Linked DNA regions of Pan troglodytes: region 2 is linked to region 1. A link is a contact called in public Hi-C data. All regions are on one chromosome and are shown on one strand. Each heading gives the region's core, a stretch centred on a gene start, on an enhancer-like site or on the middle of the called end of the contact. The rest is flanking DNA. Distances are from core to core; before and after follow the strand shown. Region 1 holds the start of PRDM13 (PR/SET domain 13). Region 2 holds the start of SIM1 (SIM bHLH transcription factor 1).

Region 1 (4,341 bases), core at 1,015-3,514:
TGATGCTGTGTGACCCTGGAGAAGCTGCTGGAGCTCTCTGAACTTCACTTCCCTCATCCTTCAAACGGAAAAACAATAGTAACTACCTTAAAGGGTTGTCGAGACGTTTAAATGAGACGTCTAGCTAAAGCACTTTGCTCTTAATATTTTTGGCCACCGCAGGGACGGTTAGGTAGACTGAATTGGCGGTGGGGAGTAGGGGGGTGTGGAGAGAAGCCCGCAGTACCTGTCCTCCGGGTAAGTCTGCAATAGCTTCCAGAGTCTGTTCCTGGGAGTTTCTGGCTGCCCGGATTAACCCTATCCACTCCAGAGGGGAGCCCCCCGACTCGTCCACCAGCTCCCCTCTCACCATGCGCACCTGCAACACAAGCAGTGGTCGTTCTCCCCCGCACCTTGGCCAGGCCCACAACCCAAACAGAAAGTTTATCCTCCACCCCCACCCAACACAGGAAAGTGGTTGTTTTTGGTTTGGCCAGACCACTATGGGCTACTGGGAGGAGGAGAATTCCTTAGGACCTTGCTTCGGGGAGGGAGAAAGAGGAAAGTCTACCTATGCTAACAGTACTCCCACTTCCCTGCGCCCCACCTTGACGACACGGGGAGGGGGGAGGGGTGTTGAGAGCATCCTCCCTGAGTGCTTAGGCACATCTTGTACCAAGTTGTCCCCTACCCCAGCTCTCCCATTTGCAGTTCTGAGAGCAGCCGTAACACCACGGTAGAGACATTTCTAGGTCAGTCCCAGGGCCCAGAGCGTACCCCCGACAAACAAACAAAAAAATTATCTCATGCCTCCTGTATTCTGTATGCATCGCACCTAGTTGCCTGTGAGCCCTGCAGCTAAAGTCTCGGAACAAAGCCCAAGCGGGGAAAAGCTTGCCCGCAGCTGGCAGGCCATTTAAAAGCAATTAAAACGCGTTTAAAGAGGAATGCGCGGTGGGCACCAAACCCTGCTTTAGACTGTAGTGGGGGGCGTGATTGCAGGAGGAGCGAGATGCAAGTCCCGCTGGCTGGACACCGGAGCTTTTTACTAGAAAGCTCCAAGCAAGGCAAGCTAAAGCCAAGGAGGCCAAAGTCCTTTCTTCTACCCCAGACTTCTGCCTTCATTTCCCGGTCGCTGTTTGCCGACCTTTGGCTCCTGGGACGCCCCCAAAGCGGGCGAGTGCTTTAAGTCTCTCTGGTCAGGGGTCGCGACGGTGTGTGGAGTGTGGGAGTCAAAGCTAGTGGTTTGGCCCTGGCGCCTCCCGGTTGGGACTCTGGACTCTCAGAGCCCCGCTGCAGACGCTCTGACCCTGTGCCCCGCGCGGATGGGTGCCCCTCGCCCTTGGAGCCCGCGTCAGAGCCAGTACCTTGCTCATCCTCTCTCCATATGCCGCAAACCCACAAGCCGACATCGGCAAGGGAAAAAAAAAAAACATCTGAGGAGGTTCTAGGAACTGAGAGCCTCCCAAAGATTTTTTTTTCAGGAAAAAAAAATTATTTTAAGGCGAAATTAGGCCTCAAATTAACATATTGAAGGGCAGAAGGGAAGAAAGGGTCTCGATGCCCTGAGCCCCCAGAAAGAGGGTGCTTTTGCAGAGAGAGCTGCGAACAGCGTGCGGGGGTGGGCTTCTGGCTTCTGGCTTCTGACTGAGGAGACCCGAGAGCGCAGGGGAAAACACAAGCTGCGAATGGTCCCGGCACCTACAGCGCTCAGTGCACCCCACCCAGGGCTGTCGCCTCTCGGCCACATCCTCTCCTCTCAGCCCGACCCCGTCCAGCTCTCACAGTTAAAGAGGCTACTTGCTCAGAATAATAGGAGTCCCCTTCCACCCGGGAGAATTAGCAGGTAACGACTCAATCACTCCCTTCCTCCACTTTCTCTCGTATCCCTTTCCCGGGTCAGGGCACTGAGAGGCGAATGGCAGTGGGCAGAGGTCTGAATGGTCAATACCTTTTTCTTAGGCCCGGGCTCCCTGCGGTCTGACAGGTACTTGCCCAGCTTGAAGGTACCAGGCACCGGTCCGAGGCGCAAGCCGGCCGGGATGCAGCAGTCGGCACTCACGCTGGTGGCTGGCGCTCTGGCGGCTCCGTGCATTGTTGCCGCCGCCACCAGGCAGGCGCTCGGGTGCTCCAGGTCCTTGGAAGGGCGCGAGTGACAGAGCTGGAGCTGCGCGCTAGCCAGAGAGCCGCGCCCCGACGTGCGTCCTCCGCCCGCGGAGTGACGCGGGCGGGCATGCACTGCGCCTTTTCAATCGGGGCGGGAGCCTTTTGGCACCGCTAGCGCAAGGGCGCGGAGTTTGGTGAGAGAGTTGCGCTGCGAAGCAGCTGCAGAGTCCCACCCGAGAGGGTCACATGGAGTGGTTCCCTCAGCCCCCTGCATAATCGAGGCCTCTGAATGGCTAGCACACAATGGTCCAGGCGACCTTCCCATTCCTAAAAATCCAATTTGTCAAGGGCGAAGAAAAGGCACTGGTGAATCAAAGGTCCGGCGGGACCATTAATCCTCAGCATGGGGTATTGTCCTCCAGACAGTTACGATATTTTAAGTGACAAATCCACTGTATAATTTCTCCATAAATTTTACTTCCTTTTATTGTTCCCCGACAAACCAGTTTTGGGAAATAAGTGACTACTTTAAGTCTACTTGGCTGATTCCTTTGAGCCTTGATCTACTTCAAAGATTTTTAATTCTCTCCCCTTGGCTTTATTGTAAAGGAGATTAAACAAAGAGATGGAGACTGTTTGGAGGACTTGTTAACTTCTATTGATTTCTGGCGTGTGCCATACAGAAATTAGGCAGGTACTTGATGGGAAAACACCAGAAAATACCTACACTTTTTAAATAACAACCATATTACCATTTCAGGGGATTGGGTTCAGGCCAGTCGTCTATTTAGAACCGCTTTAATTCTCACTTCTGTCCCATTTCGTCCGAAAATATGATGAAGCCTCCAGACCAAGTTGAGAAGGGGAGGTCAACTGTTCATCACTTTTCTCGGGCACACCCCGGGCCTGCACTTTCTCTGGAGAATGGGAAACAGCCCCAGAACCAACAGTTTCGAATGGGGATCCTGCGCCCCGGTCTGCAGCCCAGGGTTGAAGGGGAAGAAGTTCTACCAGTGGGTTATTGATCACGTCCCCTAGAAGAGGTCCTTGGACTAACTCCCCTAAAACCAGCAACCTGGACTTTTCTATTAAAAAAAAAAAAACAGAGTAAACAAAAACGAAAATCACCGCAATCGGTTAAAGGTTGTAGAGAAGAGGGGCGAGGTGGGCGTTTGGGACAACTCTTTCTTACACCTACTTTGTGAATAACAAGACGTTGTACTTCAGAGTTAAACCGGAGAGCTACCCGTTTTCTTTTAGGGAAGCCTCCAATTGGCGTGAGGACATTTATTTTCATAAATAGTAGCCGAGTGATCAAGTTCATCAGATATTTGTGATTTCTGCCGGCACCTGCCGCGTGCTGCTAGTTCTGGGCACAGCTCCCCAAATCCTATGCAGCCAGCACCCGAGCCCGATGCAGTTCTTCCAAGAGAGGCCTGAGTGGTGGTGTATTTCCAAGCCTAGCGCCAGAGGCCCAACCACTGCACAAAAGGGCGGAGGGCCCTCAGCAGCGCCCACGCTAGCTTCTCCTAGAGGCTTTGTCGGCTGAAAGTGTTGGAGTGATTGTGGTTAGCAAGGGTGGCAGGACGCAAGGTGGCGACACCTGCAACTCAGCAGTTTATCTGAGGAGGGTCTTCAAAGAAGCTCCATGTGGTGCCCCTCACTCGAAACCTATGTTCACCATACTGGGCAGGTCCAGGACACTCAGGATCATTCACCCTGTGCTCTCCCACTCAAGACTCGGGGAACCTTTAGTGGATTGCTTCGGAGGCTCAGCCTCCCAGTCTGTAAAATGGGAATGATGGATACAAACAGACCCTTTGCTTCCTCTCTGCGGTTCACTTCGGTTTGTAACAACAATCTGTAGAGTGCGTGCATTCTGGAAGCTCCAAAACTGGTTGTTTGCCTAATGGGAAAATCCAGGCCAGGCCAAAGGTTTCAAGTCTAAGCATCTCAAGTCAGACCATGAGAGGACACACGGAAGGCTGGCCTCGGGCCAACTCCAGGGCCTGTGTATACATGGCTGCCGAGGCAGAGAAGAGCCGCTTGAAAGGTCTGGAGGGCCACACACTGTGGCCTCTGGGACCGTGCAGCCACACTATGCCCAGGTCACTTTCTGAGGGAGCTGCCACTGATTTTTCCTCAGAAGCCTCCAATTGCGCTTCTGAGGGCTGTGAAGACTGCCCTCAACGGAGCAGAGGGAGCCTTTGATCCAGCGGCCCATGAATGGCAAAAGCCGGGGGGGTGGGGAGGAGG
Region 2 (4,195 bases), core at 787-3,286, 850 kb before region 1:
ATTTAAAGACAGTTATTGTATTTGTTTCCTCTGGCAATGAATTCCGTGTCGCCATGGTTTCAGAGAAACGAGAAAGAGAAAATAACGCCCCAAACCGGCCTCGCGCACGCCGTCGGCCAGCGACTGCCAGCGGGATGGGCCTTTGGGCGAACCCTGCCTCCTCCGCCGGTAGACCTAACCCGCACGCCCGACCTCCGCTGCCTCCGGACGTTCCCGGTTCTGCTGGGCCGCCGCGCTGGACTGAGCGCTCAACCACCCGACCCCAGGGAGCCCGAGGAGCGCGGGTCGCGCACGACGTCGGGGAGGCCCAGGAGGCCGCGAGCAGCGGCGGCAACCGGACAGCGCCGACCCGGCACCCTGAGCTCATTAGGAGTCCAGCGGTCCCGCGGGTAGTAAGATTCAGAGCCCGGAGCCTGGGCGCGCGGAGGGCGGCTCGGGGCCGACTCGTGTCACTCAGCCCTATTGGCCAATGAGCGCCTCGCCCCTGGCCGCGCCAGGCCAATGGGAGGCTAGGAGGCTTGTGAGTGGCATTGAGGGAGGGCGGGAGAGAGGCGGCCCGGGAGTGAAGTTGAAGCTAAACCCTTAAGCTATAAAGAAGTTACGGGGGGCAGTTTTCGGCTTCCAATTAGGAATAATAGTGAACTGGCTTCGTAGCAAGTACGGAGGACCAGGATTCTAAAATCACCTCACTCGTCCCAAAGCTTGCATCCTCCTCTTTCTGTCACGCACCCCTCCTCCAATTCATGATCCAGAAAAGGGAGCCGGGAATGCTCTGCTCCTCTCTGCCGGTGGGAAGCGGAGAGGCCGGCGGTGTCGCTGGGTTGGACGGTAGGCATGAGAACAGTTAAGAGATGGGCGCCCCCGAAACCTCTGCCGCTTGTGGGGACTGAAGGTAGGTGAAGCAGAAGACGCACCGCGCCCGCCCAGCAGCCCCGCAGCTCCGCGGTGGTGTGGGAGAGGCCGCGGCGCCTCCCACCCCCGGGGGAGCCTGCGAGGGGCTGTCGCGAGCGCGCCACCTGTTAACCTGGCGCTGCTGGGCCCCGCTTGTTGCAGCCCCTGCTGGGCAGCCAGAGCGCTGGGTCGCCTTGGGAGTCCCGAGAGACTTGGTGTGTAAGTCACTTTTTGAGGAATCCCTCAGACTTGAGACCCAAGTTAAAGAGGTAGCCAAGGTCCAGATCTGCCAAGGTAGGGAGCTGAAAGGCCCCTGCCTCGCCGTGGAGGAATTCTGATTTGCGGAAACCTGCTTTCCTGGGACGTGCGCCCGGCCTGGGCGCGGACTCGGGGATCCGCGGCGGAAGATCCCTTGCGGGTCTTCAAAAATATGTATTTTGTTGTTTGGGCAACTTCCCAGGGGTCTGGAGGATGTGGCTGGCATGGGTGAGGGAATGCCAGCATTATTTGCAGGGGGCTGTCTCGCTGCCAATTTACCCGTTTCTTTAAAAACAAACCCAAAACGCCTGGCTAGGCGCACTGAGGCCCTTTCCGGCCGTGTTTTTGGAATTGGGACGAGTGTGTGAGTACTTGTGGAGCCGCTGATCTCTTATGCTCTGATGCTGTTGTCTTCACAGGGCCTTGAAAGAGTTGTCTGGGGTTCCTGCTCTTCCCAAAGGGGCTCGGAGATACCTTAAATGCCGCGAGACTGAAGAGCAAACGTCAGGGATTATTATGTCGATTTTCCGAGGACCAGGGTTCGCAGCTGGCAGTAGAAGAAAAGGCTGGCTCCTCAGGGGTCCCACTGGCATTTGATACCCCGAACGACCCCCAGGATTGCCCAAATTCGGTGGATCGCCCAAATTCGGTGGATCAGCAACTTTCCTATACTGCATCGCGCATTTTCAAAGAACATATTTTCCGTTCACCCCGGCTGGTCTTTTACTGCCATCAATACACTGTTCTTGGTGCAAATACTTCAGCCTCTTTATTCAAAGTATGTTTTTTGTTTTTGCCAAATATGATCTCTAATTGAAAGTTTATTTTTGGTTTTGGATGAATCTGCGGAGCTTAAGTTGTGAGAAGAAAGGGGGAACAAGACACAATGAAAGAAAAGTCCAAAAATGCTGCGCGGACTAGGAGGGAGAAGGAAAACAGTGAATTTTATGAACTGGCTAAATTACTGCCTTTGCCCTCGGCTATCACCTCGCAGCTGGACAAAGCATCCATAATCAGACTCACGACCAGCTATCTCAAAATGAGAGTGGTGTTCCCAGAAGGTAAGTGACTTTGCCCAGATGGAATTTCAAAGGCAGAAGGGGCTGGGGATTTGCCAGGCAATGAGCCGACATCAGTGACCAGAGAAATGCATACATATTTACATATATATTCTGCAAAGGGAAGTTTAGCTCGGCTGCTTCACTAAGGTCCTCACTGAACTCAGAATTTCTGTCGCTTTTTTGAGGCTCCCTCTACCTCCCCATCAATACTTTCTCTTCAGTCCATCAGATATGTTTGGTTGGGAAGCAGCCCAACAGTCCTTTTGTCAACACTTCAGATACTAGGCTCAATTGAAAGTACTACTAATCCAAACATGACTTTCTTTTTTACTCCTCTTGTTAGAATTTTGTCCAGTAAAAACCAGGAGCACTGCCTAATTCTGTATTTTTTTTGCCAGGTGTGGATAGACCCATGTACCTGGAGCTAGATAGGCCAGATAATAATTTCTCTATATATCTAAAGCTTTGCAAATGAGTAACATGCATATTTGTGAACAAGTATGCCTGAATTTACTCAAGTTCTTAAATAAATTCTAAGCAAATTTATTCCGAGTTTTCAAGACATTCGCAGATTCTGAAACTAACTCTGGAGCTTGATGATTTGCAACTGTGGGCTTGATGTTATCTGTAAGATAATAGGCTAGTCCTAAAATACATAAGATTGAATTAAGATGGCTAGCCCGCTTAGAAAATATCTTCTGGGTGGCAGGTTGGCAAATAGATCCTGAGAAAATTGCCTTATAAGGCCTAGAAGTTAGAATAGCTGAGCTGTTGACATGATTTAAAACTCATATTTAGATTATCAAGATTCACGGTGTGAGGACAGAGCAGCTTTCATAGAACACTGTCCTATATACAACCATTTATACTTACTAGAAAAGGACACTTTTCTATTTGTCCATCTTTTCCTTTACTTGGATTCAAATAATGCAAACAGATTTTTAAAAATATTTTAGATATGTCTTTGCTGGGGGAAGGGATTCAGAAATGTAAAAGAGGGATTACTGAACAAGCAAACAAACAAAAATCCAAGGGAAAGAATTGTGTTTATTTACAAATGAGAACTTCTGACTTGACCCCTGGAGGTTTTTGTTGTTGTTGATTTTAGATGTTTGGGGTTTGTGGTTTTCCATTAAATGAATGGATGGGCAGGAAACAGTCATTATTGGGTTTGCAGTTTCACTTTGCTTGATCATGACATAAAAGTTATTATCTAAGTCAAAAAGCCTGCAAAACATGCTCCAAATTAGTGGAGCATGAAAAACATGCTCCAAGCTAAAGGAAAACTTTCAAATTATAGTTCAGTTCTACCTTCAAACTACAAGTGATGCTTTAGTCGTTCCCTCCTAAAGCAGTTCCTTGAACAGTTCTTCTCTGACCCTGGAAACTGTGGGGAAAAAAGAAATCAAAGCCTAAAGTACCTGAAAATTAAAAAAAAAAAAAAAAAAAAAAAGAAAGAAAGAAAGAGAAAAAGAAGAAAAAGAAGGGGAACTTTTATACTAAAAACCACATTTCCCATTCAAACTGTGCTATGAATTGTCGATGGGATAATTACCATTATACCACACTGCCTTCTATTTAAAAAAGAGATCTCGTTGTCTTTTATACTGTCAGCGCCTACTTTATAAAAATAAAGCTATTGCGAACTCCGCTGGCCGCACTGTTCCTAACAGGATTATTAGCAGTGATTTGTCAGCCCCTGCGGTCTCAGTGGGCTCCCTTTCTGCGTGATTTCCAGCCGGTCTCGTCAATTATTGGTGCCGATGTCGCTCGCTGTTTGATCAGAAGCAGCATATGGTGTTGCTTGTGGGGCTGCGAGTAATCGCGGGAGGAGAAGAATAGCAGGGCGGCGTTCTGGGGCGGGCACCGAGCCGGCCGGGAGAGCCCGGGGAGTCGGCCGGCCACGGACGCTAGTCGGCTTGGTGTAGACCCGGGGGCAGGCGCAGCTGGGAGGAAATCGGGCTGTTTTCTGCTGTTGTTTTGTT

Evidence for each region. A called contact is a pair of places that touch in the nucleus more often than the background predicts.
Region 2: a Hi-C map of induced pluripotent stem cells shows a contact between it and region 1, with 6 times the contacts expected there. The contact joins the promoter of SIM1 here to the promoter of PRDM13 in region 1. A contact is called at or near these places in 3 of 7 Hi-C or Micro-C datasets (induced pluripotent stem cells and stem cell-derived neural progenitor cells) and 1 of 1 other capture datasets (stem cell-derived neural stem cells).

Annotation. Positions count from the first base shown.
Region 1 is chr5:111,549,860-111,554,200 of NHGRI_mPanTro3-v2.0_pri, reverse strand. It overlaps PRDM13 (PR/SET domain 13), which reads right to left and starts at 2,264. Exons shown (of 4, transcript XM_016956391.3): 1 at 1,904-2,264; 2 at 227-361. The coding sequence starts at 2,074.
Region 2 is chr5:112,401,458-112,405,652 of NHGRI_mPanTro3-v2.0_pri, reverse strand. It overlaps SIM1 (SIM bHLH transcription factor 1), which reads left to right and starts at 2,036. Exons shown (of 11, transcript NM_001081488.1): 1 at 2,036-2,210. The coding sequence starts at 2,036.